Linked DNA regions of Capra hircus: region 2 is linked to region 1. A link is a contact called in public Hi-C data. All regions are on one chromosome and are shown on one strand. Each heading gives the region's core, a stretch centred on a gene start, on an enhancer-like site or on the middle of the called end of the contact. The rest is flanking DNA. Distances are from core to core; before and after follow the strand shown. Region 1 holds the start of KIF14 (kinesin-like protein KIF14). Region 2 overlaps CAMSAP2 (calmodulin-regulated spectrin-associated protein 2).

Region 1 (7,896 bases), core at 3,654-6,153:
TTCTATACGTTTTCTTTTGGTTTGTCTCCCTCTGGTGGATTAAAGAAGTTCAGTTCAGTCTCAGTCACATCTGACTGCGACCCCATGGACTGTAGCAGGCCAGGCCTCGCTGTCCATCACCAACTCCTGGAGCTTGCTCAAATTGATGTCTATTGAGTCGGTGATGCCATCCAACCATCTCATCCTGTCGTCCCCTTCTCCTCCTGCTTTCAATCTTTCCCAGCATCAAGGTCTTTTCCAATGTCGGTTCTTCACATCTGGCCAAAGTACTGGAGTTTCAGCTTCAGCATCAGTCCTTCCAATGAATATTCAGGACTAATCTCCTTTAGGATGGGCTAGTTGGATCTTCTTGCAGTCCAAGGGACTCTCAAGAGTCTTCTCCAACACCACAGTTCAAAAGCATCAATTCTTTGGCGCTCAGCTTTCTTCACAGTCCAACTCTCACATCCACACATGACCACTGAAAAAACCATAGCTTTAACTATGACCTTTGTTGGCAAAGTAATGTCTCTGCTTTTTAATATGCTGTCTAGGTTGGTCATAGCTTTTTTTCCAAGGAGTAAGTGTCTTTTAATTTCATGGCTGCAGTCACCATCTGCAGTGATTTTGGAGCCCAGAAAAATAAAGTCAGCCACTGTTTCCACTGTTTCCCCATCTATTTCCCATGAAGTGATGGGACTAGATGCCATGATTTAAGTTTTCTGAATGTTGAGCTTTAAGCCAAGCTTTTCACTCTCCTCTTTCACTTTCATCAAGAGGCTCTTTAGCTCTTCTTCGCTTTCTGCCATAAGGGTGGTGTCGTCTACATATCTGAGGTTATTGATATTTCTCCCAGCAATCTTGATTCCAGCTTGTGCTTCCTCCAGCCCAGCGTTTCTCATGATGTACTCTGCATATAAGTTGAATAAGCAGGGTGACAATATACAGCCTTGACGTACTCCTTTTCCTATTTGGAACTAGTCTGTTGTTCCACGTCCAGTTCTAACTGTTGCTTCTTGACCTGTATACAGATTTCTCAGGAGGCAGGTCAGGTCATCTGGTACTGCCATCTTTTTAAGAATTTTTAAAGAATTTTCCAGTCTGTTGTGATCCATGCTGTCAAAGGCTTTGGTGTCATCAATAAAGCAAAATGCATCAATTAAAATTTACAGTCATGTGCCATCTGTTTCTAAAAATTTCTCTTACATGGTCTGGTTTGGTTTTTCTAGTTATTATTGACATCTCCTTTTACAGGCCCAGAAACCAAGGGATAGAGAAGTAAAGTGATCCAAGTGGCAAGCAGATTGTATGACTTTAGATTCCTGGAGGAGCTATTATTTTAATGAGTCAAAGCTGAAGACAGGTTTGAACTACAGGGCCTTTTAACCAGCAGCTGTGTCATAGGGAGGAAATATTTCGTCTGCCTGAACCGGGGGGAGGGGGCAGTGCTCTGAGGCCACATGTATGGATGTTGGAGGAGATGACGTGTCCGCAAAGTCTAGACTAGAGGCCCCAGGGCTTGAGATGAAGTTCGGTGCCTGCGGGCTGCTCACCCTTGAACCCTGTGTGGTCACATCTGCATTTTCTAGACTCCTTTTTATTTTTAGTTCAATATTATTTTTTTTTTAATGAAGTATAGTTGATTTACAACACCATGTTAGTTTCAGGTGTATAGACTCCTTTTTCTTGTCTTCCATCAAAAAGCATAGAAGATCCGAAGTTCTAAAAAATGTTAATCATATTAGAGCAAAATGGAGATTAGTTCTGCTTCCCCTTGGAGATGGTTTTTCATTGCTCTCTCCTAAGTTTTAATAGAGTCCAGTGAGTCCAGCACAAAGGAATGAGCTATTCCATCTTGCGGTTATTTCTAGGGATTAAGTCATAATCCTTAACCTTCGTAAAGTAAAATGTGTCCTCATTGTAGCAGACAGCCTGCGCATGCATGATTGCAGTTCGTCAGCACTGGCCAGGGCTTTGCAGCGTTTTGGAGGATGTTTTTAGGCAATGCAATTTAGTAGCTTACATTTGTAGAGCATAATCCTGTACCCAGCTCCACACTAAGCACTTTGCGTGCATAATCTAATTTAATCCTCACACGACTCTCAGGTAGGTGGCATTTGCATCTGCAATTCCCAGATGCAGAAGCGGAGATCCCCAGAAATGACTTTCCCTGCAGGCGAGCTGTGGGCAGGATCTGAAGAGAGGAGCACCATCTCAGTGTAATAAATAAAAGACCGAAATCCCTCTTGCATAACCTGGAGCTGGCTCAGAGGGGGCCCTTGATTCTGTTGAGGATTGTTCCCATAGTTGGACTTAAATCAGGAGCTTCATGCAGAGCAAGAAGGAGAAGAGGGAAGTGTGTCCAGGAAGCGTGTCCTGTGAAGGTGCTCTGTGCCAGGCACGGGGGGCCCAGGGGGACACAAACAAAGCCCTGCTCCATCTTGTGCTCACAGTCTGGGGCGGAAGCAGGTCCTTTGGCCATGCACTGTCTGCTAGTTAATTTGTCACTGTAACTTTAATGACTTTAATTGTTCTAATATAATTAATTATTTTCCCCCTTTATTTTTAATCATTTAATGCATGCTTTCATGGTAAGCCATGGAGAGTTTTTCTGTTTGGGGCCCACAGACTATTTGGTTTCTACTGAAACATTTTCTAAGAATAAATTTTTGTAGTGCAGTAACTAGGGCAAAGAACATGAATCTCTTTATGTTTCCTTCTATAAATGATCATATTGCTTTCTAGAGGGGTCTGGTATTTACTCAACAAGTATTTATTAAGCTTCTTTTACATGTCAGACCTTACACTAAGCAGTAGGAGTAGGAGTGAGTGGCTGTGCACACAAAAATAATTCAGATAAAAATAAACTGTGAAACCCAGACATTAAATGCAACTGTAAAAAAAAAAAAATTAGGTATAAGTGTAAAAAAAGTTTTAAAATTTCAGTACCGTGATTTTTGCATCAGAATTAAAAGTGCACATTTCTAGCGACAGAAATTGGTGAGCTGCTTGAGAGGAGGGTCCACACCCTCTCACTCCTACCCCTACCGCTTAGTCCAAGGTCTGACATGTAGAAGAAGCTTAATAAATACTTGTTGAGTAAATAGTGAAAGAGGAGAGTGAAAAAGTTGACTTAAAGCTCAACATTCAGAAAGCTAAGATCATGGGATCCGGTCCTATCACTTCATGGCAAATAGATGGGGAAACAGTGGAAACAGTGGCAGACTTTATTTTTTGGGGCTCCAAAATCACTGCAGGTGGTGATTGCGTTCATGAAATTAAAAGATACTTACTCCTTGGAAGGAAAGTTGTGACCAACCTAGACAGCATATTAAAAAGCAGAGACATTACTCTGTCGACAAAGGTCCGTCTAGTCAAGGCTATGGTTTTTCCAGTAGTCATGTATGGATGTGAGAGTTGGACTATAAGGAAAGCTGAGTGCCAAAGAATTGATGGCTTTTGAACTGTGGTGTTGGAGAAGACTCTTGAGAGTCCCTTGGACTGCAAGGAGATCCAACTAGTGCATTCTAAAGGGGATCAGTCCTGGGTGTTCATTGGAAGGACTGATGCTGAAGCTGAAACTCCAATACTTTGGCCAGATGTGAAGAATAGACTCATTGGAAAAGACCCTGATGCTGGGAAAGAGTGAAGGCAGGAGGAGAACGGGATGACAGAGGATGAGATTGTTGGATGGCATCACCCACTCAATGGACATGAGTTTGAGCAAGCTCCAGGATTTGGCAATGGACAGGGAGGCCTGGCATGTTGTGGTTCATGGGGTCACAAAGAGTTGGACATGACTGAGCAACTGAACTGAACTGAACTATCTGTTTCTACTTATAAACTTTTTTTACTTGTCATGTTGAAAGGTATCTTTATACCTTCTGCCATATTTAATGTATTCTTCTAGTTTACTTCATTTCATTTTCATTACTTTGAACTATGTATGAGTTTAGAATTTTTATGTATTTGTGTTTGTCGGTCTTCTCCTTTGCCATATCTTCTTTTGCTCTCTAGACTTGATTATTTTCCCATAGACCTGATAAATACTGCGTTCTTTTTTTCTGATGGTTGCTCTATAACTTAATTTCAATAAATTTTAGAATGAATTTTAGAGTTTTAGAATGAGCATTTTATTATACATTCAATTTTTCTATGCATTCAGAGTCCCTTCTAATTTCTCTTCCTATCCCGCTGAATCCAATTTCTTTACCTGCACTTTTTGCTATTTAAAAAAGTTACTTTAAAATATCTTTTCGACTAGAGTTCGTCTCGTTCATCTGGTTAATTTTCAGCAAGTATACTTATTTTTTCGTGCTTCAAAACCTTATTAGGATATTTCTAGAAACTGAGTTGCATCTCACGAGGTGGGCTTGTAATTCTAGTTGCACCGCCAGCTAGTTGTCTAATTTTTCACAAGTTTAATTGTAAACTTCAGCCCCTCATTGGTAAACTGGGGGATCATGTTAATATTTACCTGGTAAGGTATTCAGGATTAAATGAAAAACTTCCATCTAAGACATTCAGCGCACTTCCCATCACTAGGCTTTGCACCCGAAATCCTAGACAACCGTGAATGGCTGTGGCTACCGAGGGGGCACGCAGTTATTTCTGCACAGAGAGGTCCGGGGGCGAGGCGGACGGATGGTGCTCATTTTGCTCCGGAGCTGGACAAGGGCATCAACGTTCGCGTCCTCCGCCAAGCACCCCGAGCGCGCCCCCGCTCCCTCCCGAGCGCGCCCCCGCCGCTCGAAGTCCGCGCCCCCGCCCCCTCGAGCGCGCCCCCCGCCCGCAGTCCGCGCCCCGGCCGCCCGCGTCCCTGCGCGGCGCGCGCAACCCAGGGGGCGGGGCCGTTGCCTAGGAGATGCGCGCGCGTTTCCGGGAAGACGTGCGTGCGCGACGCCCGGCAGCCAATCAGAGGGCGGGGCGCGTATTCAAACCGCGGGGCGGCAGCGGAGGCGTGAGCGGCGCGAGGAGGCCAGGAGCCTGCGAGGTGGGGGCTGTGGTCCGGGGGCGGCGCGTCGGTGCGGGCGAGGGTGGGGTGGGTGGACAGCTCGGGAGTCCGGGAGGGCCGGGGGCCCCCGGGGACGGGTGCGAGGGTCTCCAAGGGCGGCGGGCCGGGGTTCTCCCGGGAGGGCCAGGGGCGGGATCGGGCCGCGCCCTCCCCGCCGCGGACCCCTCGGAGGGCGTCTTCCGGGCGCGTGGCCGCCGGGCGGCGGGGTGGCCGCTGTGAGCCCACCCCGGGGTCTGGGCACCCCTTCCCTCCAGTGTCCCGGGGCGTACCCCCGCCCCTCCCCAGACCCCGAGCTGTCGTGCTCCTTGTAAATAGCAGCCGGTTTTCAGCTGCGGGTCAAGTCCTCGGTTTCTTCTTGCTTCTGTATTTACTTCCGTATCAGGAAATCTTTAAAAGATTGCCTGCTTTTAGTTAGAAGGTGATGGGAGATGCTTCGATCCTGGCATGATTGTTAATGATTTGGAACTTGCACAGGTTACTTAAAAATGAACCTCTGTTGTTTTGTGCCTCCAGAGTCATGATCTCTGGGGTTGCTTTTAAAAATACGACGGTTAGTTGCTGTATTAGCAGGACGAGTCTCTGTGGGAGCAGCAGAGAGCTGCAGCTCACGGCGAGCTTCAAGTGGGGACCAGCCCCAGGAGAGGGGCAGCTGGTTCCGCCTCCCAGATCGTGTGCGCTCAGGGGGACGGCGCGGCCAGTCTCCTGAATGTTTTGTTTCATTGAAGAGTTACACATGTGCTATATGGTAGCCTGTTATGTGTGCAGTAGTATTATGTCTAAAGAACAATGTATATCCCTTCATTTAGAATACTTGTTGGTAAAAACGGTAACCATCATCAGAACCTTCAGGAGTCCTCCTACTAACATCAGTTCCACTGGCAACAGATCGCGTTGACCAGTAGCATCTAATGGAAACGTTTAAAGTGTGGGAATTTCCAGAGCTGTGACGCAGACCTGAAGAGAGCAGATGCTCACTTGGGAAAACGGCACTGACTTGTTGACGCACGGTTGCTACAAACATTCAGTTTGTAACAAAAATGCAGAAGGGGCAACAAAGCGAAGCCCCTAAGCCAGATGAGGCCTGCCTGTGTGGAGAAAAGGAGGGAATTCAATGACAGTCCGTCAGAGGAGAGGGACAGCCTGGGTGGTGATGACCTCCTAGTGGCTGAGCTGCTAGTTTTTCATTGACTGGGCCGTTGCTGGGTGAGGATGAAACCTTTCTTCCTCTTTGCCCTGGGATGTGAACTAGCTTCTTCCTGTAGAGTCTGAATATAGCAAGGGATAAAACATGAGAGCTCCTGTTCAGATACCCTCCACTCCCACCCCTCACTCTGTTTTAAATGAGGGTTCCTTTCTTTGCCTTCACAATGAAATAGTTTCATCAGATGTCATTTTCAAGTTAGAATCAGACATGCAAATTTAAAGACTTGTTCATGTCAGTATAACCAGTTGGATGCAGCGTTGACGGGAAGTCAGACCTCAGCTGTGTCTGCTGTTCTCTTTTCTTCTAAACATGACTGCTGCTGCTGCTGCTGCTGCTAAGTCGCTCAGTCGTGTCCGACTCTCTGCGACCCCATGGACTGCAGCCTGCCAGGCTCCTCCGCCCATGGGATTTTCCAGGCAAGAGTACTGGAGTGGGGTGCCGCTGCCTTCTCCGTAACTACTGGATAGATATTGTTGACACGTATTTGCTTACATTCCTGTCAACTTTGTTGTCTGACTGCTAGAGGGCAGGCTGAATACTTAACTGATCTTGCATAAGTTTTCTCAACACAAGCGATTACTTTACAGTGCTTGTATTTATTGTCTCTGGTACTTATTTGGGTATGAGCTGCCTTGTGACACCTCTCAGGCTCATCTCCCCGAGGCGTTCTTGCATGTCGAGTGCATTCAGCACCTGCAGAAATGCTTCACTCCGGTCTTTAACTTTGGTGCTGGGGTGTCTGTTAGTCCCCCTCACTGCTCCCCAAACTGGGGGGCACTTAAAAAAAATCTCTGCTGACATGTTCTCTTTTCTAGCATTTATTCATTTTAACCATTTTTAAATGTACATCCTTAAATACATAGTCATCACTGCCATCCACCCCATAACTCTAGTTATCTGGTCAGTCTGAAATTCTGCATCTATTAAATAATAACTCTCCGTGCTCCCTTCCCTAGCCACCATCATTATACTTTCTGCTGCTGATTTTAACTACTATAAGTACTTGATACAAGTGGTATTATATATTATTTGTCTTTTGGGGACTGGTTTATTTCACTTAATATAATGTCCTCAAGGTTCACCAATATTGTAGCATATTGCAGAATTTCTTTCCTTTTTAAGGCTGAATAATTTTCCATTGTATGGATATACCACGTTTTGGTAGGCCATTCATTGGTCAGTGGACATTCGAGTTGCTTCCCCACTTTCTCTATTATGAATGATGCTGCTGTGAACACGGGTAGGCCGATATCCCTTCATTTGAGACCCTGCTCTCAATCCTTTCTGGTGTATACCCGGAGGTGGAATTGCTAGATCATATGCTAATTTGGTGGCACTAGTGAAGAACCTGCCTGCCAACGCAGGAGACGTAAGAGAGATGGGCTCGATCCCTGGCTCGGGAAGATCCCCTGGAGGACGACATGGCAACCCTCTCCAGTCAGTATTCTTGCCTGGACAATCCCACAGACAGCGGAGTCTGGTGGACGATAGTCCCTGGGGTCACAAAGAGTCGGACACAACTGAAGCGACTTAGTATATGCTAATTTTAATTTTTTGAGGCCATCTCTACTGTTTTTCACAGTGGTTGTACTATTTTACATTCCCAGCAACAGTTTACGAGCTTACCCATTTCTCCATGTCCTGGTCCATACTTGTTTTCTGCTTTTTTTTTTTTTTTGATCGTTTCCATCCTAATGGG
Region 2 (7,896 bases), core at 2,898-5,397, 150 kb before region 1:
CCCCGCAGTGTTGCCAAGGGTGCCTGTTTCCTCACATTTTTGGTCCATATTAGACATCATGCACTTCTTATCATCTGTTATCCAGTCTGGAAGTTAAAACCCTTCCCTTGTTCAGACTGCACATTTCTCCGATTAATGACGGTGGGCACATTTTCATATGTCTAGCGAATATTTGTGTTTTTCCCTCAGAAAACTGCTGGCTCATATCTCTGGCTTACATTTCTCTGTGAGATGATCACCTTTCCTTTTTTATTTCTTGATTTGTAAGATGTCATTATATATTAGGTGTCATTTCATCATCAAATACCTTTTTCCAGCTTATCTTTGGACTTTCTACTTCATCTGGAATGTAATATTATATTAGGAACCAGAGATCAAATTGCCAACATCTGTTGCATCACAGAAAAGGCAAGAGAATTCCAGAAAAACATCTACTTCTGCTACACTGACTATGCTAAAGCCTCTGACTGTGTGGATCACAACAAACTGTGGAAAATTCTTCAAGAGATGGGAATATCAGACCACCTTATCTACCTCCTGAGAAATCTGTATGCACACCCAGAAGCAACAGTTAAAACCAGACATGGAACAACAGATTGGTTTCAAACTGGGAAGAGTACGTCAAGGATGAATAATATCACTCTGCTTATTTAATTTATATGCAGAGTACATCATGAGAGACAATGGACTGGATGAAGCATAAGCTGGAATCAAGACTGCGGGGAGAAATATCAATAACCTCATATATTCAGATGACACCACCCTTATGGCAGAAAGCAAAGAGGAACTAAAGGGCTTCTTGAAGAAAGTGAAAGAGAGTGGAAAAGCTGGGTTAAAACTCAACATTCAAAAAACGAAAATCATGGCATCTGGTCCCATCACTTCATGGCAAATAGACGGGGAAACATGGAAACAGTGGCGGACTTTATTTCCTTGAGCTCAAAAACCACTACAGACGGTGACTGCAGCCATGAAGTTGAAAGACAATTACTCCTTGGAAGAAAAGCTATGACCAACCTACACAGCATATTAAAAAGCAGAGACATGACTTTGCTGACAAAGGTCTAGTCTAAGCTATGGTTTTTCTAGTAGTCATGTATGGATGTGAGAGTTGGACCATAAAGAAAGCAGAGCGCCAAAGAATTGATGCTTTTGAACTGCAGTGTTGGAGAAAACTCTTGAGAGTCTCTTGGACTGCAAGGAAATCAAACCAGTCAATCCAAAAGGAAATCAATCCTGAATATTCATTGGAAAGACTGATGCTTGAAGCTCCAATACTTTGACTATCTGATGTGAAGAACTGACTCACTGGAAAAGACTCTGGTGCTGGGAAAGACTGAAGGTAGGAGGAGAAGGGGACGAGAGAGGATGAGGTGGTTGGATGGCATCACTGACTCAATGGACATGAGTATGAGCAAGCTCCGGGAGTTGGTGATGGACAGGGAAGCCTGGCGTGCTACCGTCCATGGGGTCGCAAAGAATTGGACATGACTGAGTGACTAAACTGACTGAACTAAATATTATATTGCAGAGAAGGTCTAAATATTGAATATTTACTTGGTAAAACCTGTTAATCTTAATGTTCTCTTCAATGCCTGCAGTTCCTCCCAAGTTTACAAAAGGCTCCACACCCCCCAAGAATATAAGAATACTATGCTTTTTTTTAAATATTACCTTAAATCCGTGTGGAGTGACTTCTGAAGATGTTATAAACTGGGGACTAGTTATGTTTCCAAATCAGAGATGCCACCATCTCATACTCCCATAAAGTCGGCCTCATCTTCTGCACTGTGAAGTCTAAACTCCTTAAAAAGGGGAGCACTCTTGACTAGCTGGCTCCACCTCTCAGTCCAGCTTCACAGCCGGCATCTCCTTCCCCCGTCGGCTCTCCCTTTGGAGCAGCCGCGGCAGAGCTCCGCTCTCCCCATGCCAGGCGGCCTCCCGCACCCCCACGTGCAGGCACGTCCTGCTGCTGGTCCGACTGCCGCCCTCTGACCCCCTTTCCAGCTCGCTCTTCCCACAGAGGGAGGCCAGCTCCCCGCAGAGTGCTGTTCTCACGCGCATGAAATCCTGCTTCTTTTCCAGTTTTACTAAGATGTTACTGACACAGCACAGTGTGTGAGTTTAAGACTGGACACGCGACCCTGTGAAATGATGAGCACAACAGACTCAGTGACACGTGTGCTACGTCCTGACTCACTACCTGAAGGGGCCACAGGCCACGGCGTCTTCACACAGCTCCTCGGACGAGGCTACTGAGCAGCTGGCTGAGGACCACAGACTGGCTGGCTGCAGGATGGGCACTGGCTCCCTGGTGAGACAGTGAGACCCCAAGGGCAAGGGCATCTTCGGAGGTACCTTCGCATTCCCTGGACCAGACACAGCGCCTGGCAACAAACAGGGGCTGAAGGAAGGAAAGGAGCTGACCTACCGCTCACTGTAATGAGGGAAGCGTGAGCTCGACTCTGGAGGTTAGGACCTAGGTTTGACTCGGAGGTGGGGACCAGGGCACTGAACATTCAGCAGTGTTGACAGGAGGGCAGGGGCCTGTCCGAAGCTGCATGCTTGATGACGGCCATCAGAAAACCAGTGGTGACTCAGATGCTGTGCTGAGTACTTTACTAACATACCAGCTCTTCCATTTCAAATCTGTTCTGAAATAAGACTGGAGATAACACACACCTTTTATCACCATTAAAGCTCAGAAGGAAGCATCACTCACGCTCTTCACGTGAGGAAGCTGAAGCTCCGAAAAGCAAATGGTCTGTCCCAATCCGTCCGCTCCTTCTACTGTGTCATGCAGTTGGCAGAAACTAAGTCAGCTAGTCAGGCAAGAAAAGTGCTCTGGAAATGATAAACAGGCATCAGATGCAGGAAAGAAGCGCAAGCATGACCGTCGAACTTCAAGTCGTGTTTTCCCACACTCTGCCTCCCTTTCAGGCTGCTACTGTCCAGGGACCCTGGCTCTTCCCTCAGACTCAGGGGGACTCAGTGTCCACCCCGTGCGCCCTTCACGCGGGGGTTTGTGTGTCCTCTCCATTCACCTGAGCGCCAGGGAGCAGGTCCCGTCTCTCTCACCTCTGCTCCCAGAACGAGGGTTAAGAGGGAAGCCCTGAGTAGGAGGATTTGACAGCATTCTAAAGCATAACTCTTCTGAACAAAAACGTGGAAAAACATCTTGAGAGCTGTAAAGCCATTCACGTCCTCTTCACTAAGACTGTTTCTCTTGGCAATTTATTCCACAGATAAGAGTTTAAGAGAGGAAAAAAGAGCTGCATGAATGAAACTGACCGTCACTCAATCACAGGCAACAAGAACGGGAGCGATGGTGCAGCCACAATGAGGAGTCCACGCTCTCCCAAGCTATTTAACGGCAGGAGGACGTGTGCGCCACACAGCGCTGAGTGCAAAGAGCAGCAGCATGCTGTGATGATGTTCGCAAGACACGCACGCACATGGGCAGACACACGAGTGTGTGCACACACATCTTGAATACTCCCGTAATACACATAAGACAGGGAGAGAAAGGAAAAGAGTAAAAGTAAAACTTGCTTAGAAACGACCTTATAATAATATGCAGATCATTACATAGAAGTATAATCAGCAATACATTTTCAGAACAAACTTTATCTCACTGATTACTTCAAAATATTCCTAAATTCAAGAACAAATTAAAAAAATATTCCACTACTTTGTTTACAGATATTTCCATAAGATGTTCACCCACTTTTAAACTTTTTACCCCTTAACTCTATAATATGTGGAGAATTTAAAAATTATGTTTAACAGAAACTGTATACACGATGAAGCTAGAAAAGGTCAACAGTGAAAAGTGAACGGCGGGCTACCCGTCTGGACTGATTTATGTCTCTAAATACACACATTCCATTTTTTACCCCAAGAATTAAGGTCAAGTAGCAACAGCAGCAGCCCGCACTGAGAGTGGCTCTCCAGACAGCGTTTCCAGCGGCGCTGAGACGCACGGTCGCCGAACCTGCGCAGGTCAGAGCAGGGAACCGCCGGCGCGCGTGAGAGCGCCAGGGGGCGCCCTGCCGTCTGGCTCAGCGCCCAGGCGCCGGCGCGCGGCCTGCGGCCCTCTGGGCGCGGCCGGAGGCGGCCACCAGGTGGCAGCACAGAGCCCGCCCGCGAGCAGCGGCAGGAAGGCCGGTTACGGAAGGGAAGGCAGGCGCTTCCTGCGTCTCAGTGAAAGGCGAGCACAGGAGGCGCGCAGCGCACCGAGCCGCTAGCAGCTTCCAGAGCTGGGCTACAGGGTCACGTTACCTCCGACCAGTGGAGTCCGGACAAAAATCAGTCACATGCGTGTATCAGAAATGAAGGTTAAGGCCGCTAAATTAAGAGCACTGAAGTGCTGCTGGCGAGATGGTTGTAATGAGCCTCACAGATTAATGAGACCCAAGTTCTACTACTTCACGGCTTTTGACATCCTTTTATCAGGTGTAGCTACAGGACTAAGAAGGCGTTTCCTGACCTGAACTCCGGCCCGTGGCGCAGTGCCAGGGCCCGGGGTCCACGCCCCTGCAGGGACACGGGGGAGAGCCGCAGGCGCACGGAGACCCGGCACGGCCCGCTCTCGAGACGGCGCGCAGCAGCCCCCGCACGCCACACCAGGGCGTCAAAGCGAGGTCCCATTCAGAAAATGGAACTTTACACGTCGTTTATTTATATAAACAAGTTTACCATAATTTTCACTTATCCTTGACTTACACAGAGACACAAGGAAAACAGCACTTAAAGCCCTACTGAGATACCACTTCCCACCAGGAAGGCTGTAATTACAGTCAGATGACAGCAGCCTCCGGCGAGCACGGCGGGCGGCAGGAGCCCTCGCGCTCCCGGGGCGCCACACACGCAGCCGCCGTGCCAACCCCGCCCCGCGCTGGACGAGGAACGAGGCGCGTCCACACAGAGGCTCTGCACAAACATCCACAGTAGCGTTATCCGTAGTAGCCAAACGGCCATCAACGGACTGGGAAAGGAAAAATGATACATCCACGATATTCTGAATGGAGTGTGCCCTGGTAAAGACCGACAAACGCGGGAGCCTGGTAAACAATGCTGAGCAAAATGCGCCAGGTACACGCGGCGCGCGCGCGCACACACACACGCGCGCACACACGCGCGCACACACGCGCACACACACGCACGCGCACACTCTCTTACTCCATTTATATAAAACGTCCAGAACGAACCACTATAGAGACACAGAGCAGGTCGGGGGCTGCGGGCGCTGGGGCTGGGGAGACAGCGCTTCTTTCTGACGAGACTGTCCTAACAGGGACTGTGTCACGCTTACACCGCTGAGTACCCCAAGCCAGCGCACGGCACGCCCGGAACGCACGCACTGCACTCTGCAGTCACATCGCAGCTGCTACCCCCTAATCAAACTAACTCCTGACGCTTCCCTGCCTCCTTCCCAACGTAAACACCTCATAAACCACCTCAGCTCTGAGGCAGGCTGTTAGCCATATCCATGTGTTTGCAAAGTGTCCTTAGAAGGACTTCAAGGTGAAGCGACACAGATTTTTCTAGACAGCCTGGTATTTTAGACATTGTTAAAAAGTGAATTAAACGTTTATTTTCATGAGCTTGCTTTCTATATAACTTTAAGTAGGAGATATTTATGTATGAGCTGATGATAAAAGTAAATATGCTAAATTAATACTAGTTTCCTCCCACAGATATTTATGTTCACTTTCTTAAGGCACTAGCTCATTGGATAAAAGGTATACACAGTTTACTTGAAAAGATTATCATTTATGATTTTTCTTAGATAAGCTTAATTATTTTAATAGCTAGAATGAGACATAGGTTGCTATAGTTGGTATGAGAATAGAAATTTTCCAGAATAAATTTATTTCCAATCATAGTGTCTGTCCTCTTGTATGACAAGATCCTAGCACACCAAAAGCTCAGCCTGTCGTGGGAATCCCCAAGCAGCCAGCAGGCAGAGCTCGGCACAGTCACTTCCACAGCCCTGGTTCAATTCCTGGTCAGGGAACTAAAATCTCACAAGTTTAAAAAGAAACAAAAAACAACTGACCTATCAAAAGCAGGCTAGTCCTAGGGGCAAAACGCACTGGCCTTCAAACAAAGGCGGGGTACCACTGAGCAGCCCTCAGACAGAGGGAGGGGACCGCCGGGCGGCCCCCGGACGGAAGGAGAGGACCACTGAGCGGAGAGGGCTGAGCTCTAACTGCAGCAGGATCGGGGCTGTCCCAGGGACAGCGATGCTGCCTCCAACCTCCAACCTGGACGAGCCACAAAGGGGGCGGGCGCTCTGCTGCACCGCGGGGAACACAGGCGCACCTGGAACCCTGGCGAGGGAGGCCCCGTCCAAGAGAGCCAACCCGTCACATGCATTTGCTTGTGACCACACTGAACTGACACTGCTATTTCACCCAGACCCTCCTGGTCAGACATGTGAAGAAAGAGCCAAGGGTAAACAGTAGGGTCACCAGGAGGTAACTCAGCACAATGACACCCGCTTAGCGGCCGTTTAATTCTGCCTCAACTGAACAAATACCCTGTGACACAGAACAGGGCAGCCGGGGGCTCTCTTTAGCCCATGTCTGTAAGGGCACGCGAGCTGGTTCCACTCAGTCCCTCCCACGCAGTGACTCTGATCATCACCCAGGGGAGAACTGTTTCCAAGACAATGTTGAACCAAACTGAGATGAAGCTTTACTGCAAAGGGAGGTATGCAAGACGCAGGCCAGCCCAGCTGTCTTCCAAAACGCAAGTCCCAGACCAACGAGACACGGTGTCTCCGGAGCGGCTCCAGCACTTCCTCTGGACCACACTTAACCTCCAGCGGGACTTCCCTGGCGGCCCAGTGGCTCATTACTCCTTCATCCAGCGCAGGGGTAGAGTCTGATTCCTGGTTGAGGAGTGAAGATCCCACATGCTTCGTGTGGGAAAACAGAAGCAGTACTGTAGCAAATTCAGTGGAGACTTTAAAAATGGTCCACATTAAAAAAAAAAATATTAAAAAAACCACATCATTCAAAACAACCAACCAACCTCAAGCAGCAAGTTACGGATGTTAACTAGGGCTCTATCAGGTGGACACAGACAGGAACTGCACGCCAGCAGCAAATACACATGGTAAACAAAGGAAGTAGTCTACAGCGGCGGTTCTCAGTGTGGCCAGTCATTGAAAATCACGCATCTCCTGGCCCCGAACCTCAGAGGGCCCAGGCCAGCCTCCTAGCAGGAATCTCACCTCCACAGCCCTTCATCACAGCAGACTGACCGTGCCATCACCCCCACAACCAAGGCCAACGGGGGCTTCCCAGAGCCCGGCCTGCACCTCCTCCGGTCCAGCAGCGCCAGTGACAGCAAGAAGAGTGCCAGGGCTCAACCCCGACTCCACACCACACTGCCATCCCAGACAGGGCCTGCGGTGTCCCTGTGTACAAGTGGGGTGAGCCGCCGCCGATCCCATCAGGGGGCGGGCCGGGTGGAGGCGGGCCCCGGGCGCAGTTGCAGCACCCAGACAGTGGCTCGGGCTCCAGCCCCAGTGCAGGTTCGGCCACCGCCCGGCGCCGAGGAGACGCGGAGGCGTGGGGACTTGGGCCGGTGGAGGGGCACTGGGGGTGGCGTGACTGTCCCCCTCCCCGAGAGCTGCATGCGGCTGGCGCTCGCCGGAAGACTGAAGCCGTGTTTGTCAATTCCGGGTGACAGGACTCCTGCGTGTATGTGGATGTCCTTCCAGCCTTCGGTTCCTCAGTCGTGTCCGACTCCGTGTGACCCCAGGGACTGTAGCCCTCAGAGCTCCTCTGTCCAGTGGATTCTCCAGACGAGAGTGGGTTGCCATGTCGTACTCTAGGGGATCTTCCCGACCCAGGGATCAAACCCAGGGCTTGGCAGGCGGAA

The links. Hi-C and Micro-C count contacts between places; a contact is called where the count stands out from the background.
Region 2: a Hi-C map of liver shows a contact between it and region 1, with 5 times the contacts expected there. The contact joins the enhancer-like site here to the promoter of KIF14 in region 1. A contact is called at or near these places in 3 of 5 Hi-C or Micro-C datasets (blood and liver).

Annotation. Positions count from the first base shown.
Region 1 is chr16:77,835,815-77,843,710 of ARS1.2, reverse strand. KIF14 (kinesin-like protein KIF14) reads left to right here and starts at 4,903. Exons shown (of 30, transcript XM_018060822.1): 1 at 4,903-4,972.
Region 2 is chr16:77,980,817-77,988,712 of ARS1.2, reverse strand. The region is part of intron 1 of CAMSAP2 (calmodulin-regulated spectrin-associated protein 2); the gene reads right to left. Among named protein-coding and RNA genes, the nearest start is that of GPR25, 49 kb to the left of the region's middle. Within about 2 kb of position 4,147, at least 3 of the 5 cell types and tissues checked have an H3K27ac peak or open chromatin away from gene starts, as enhancers often do.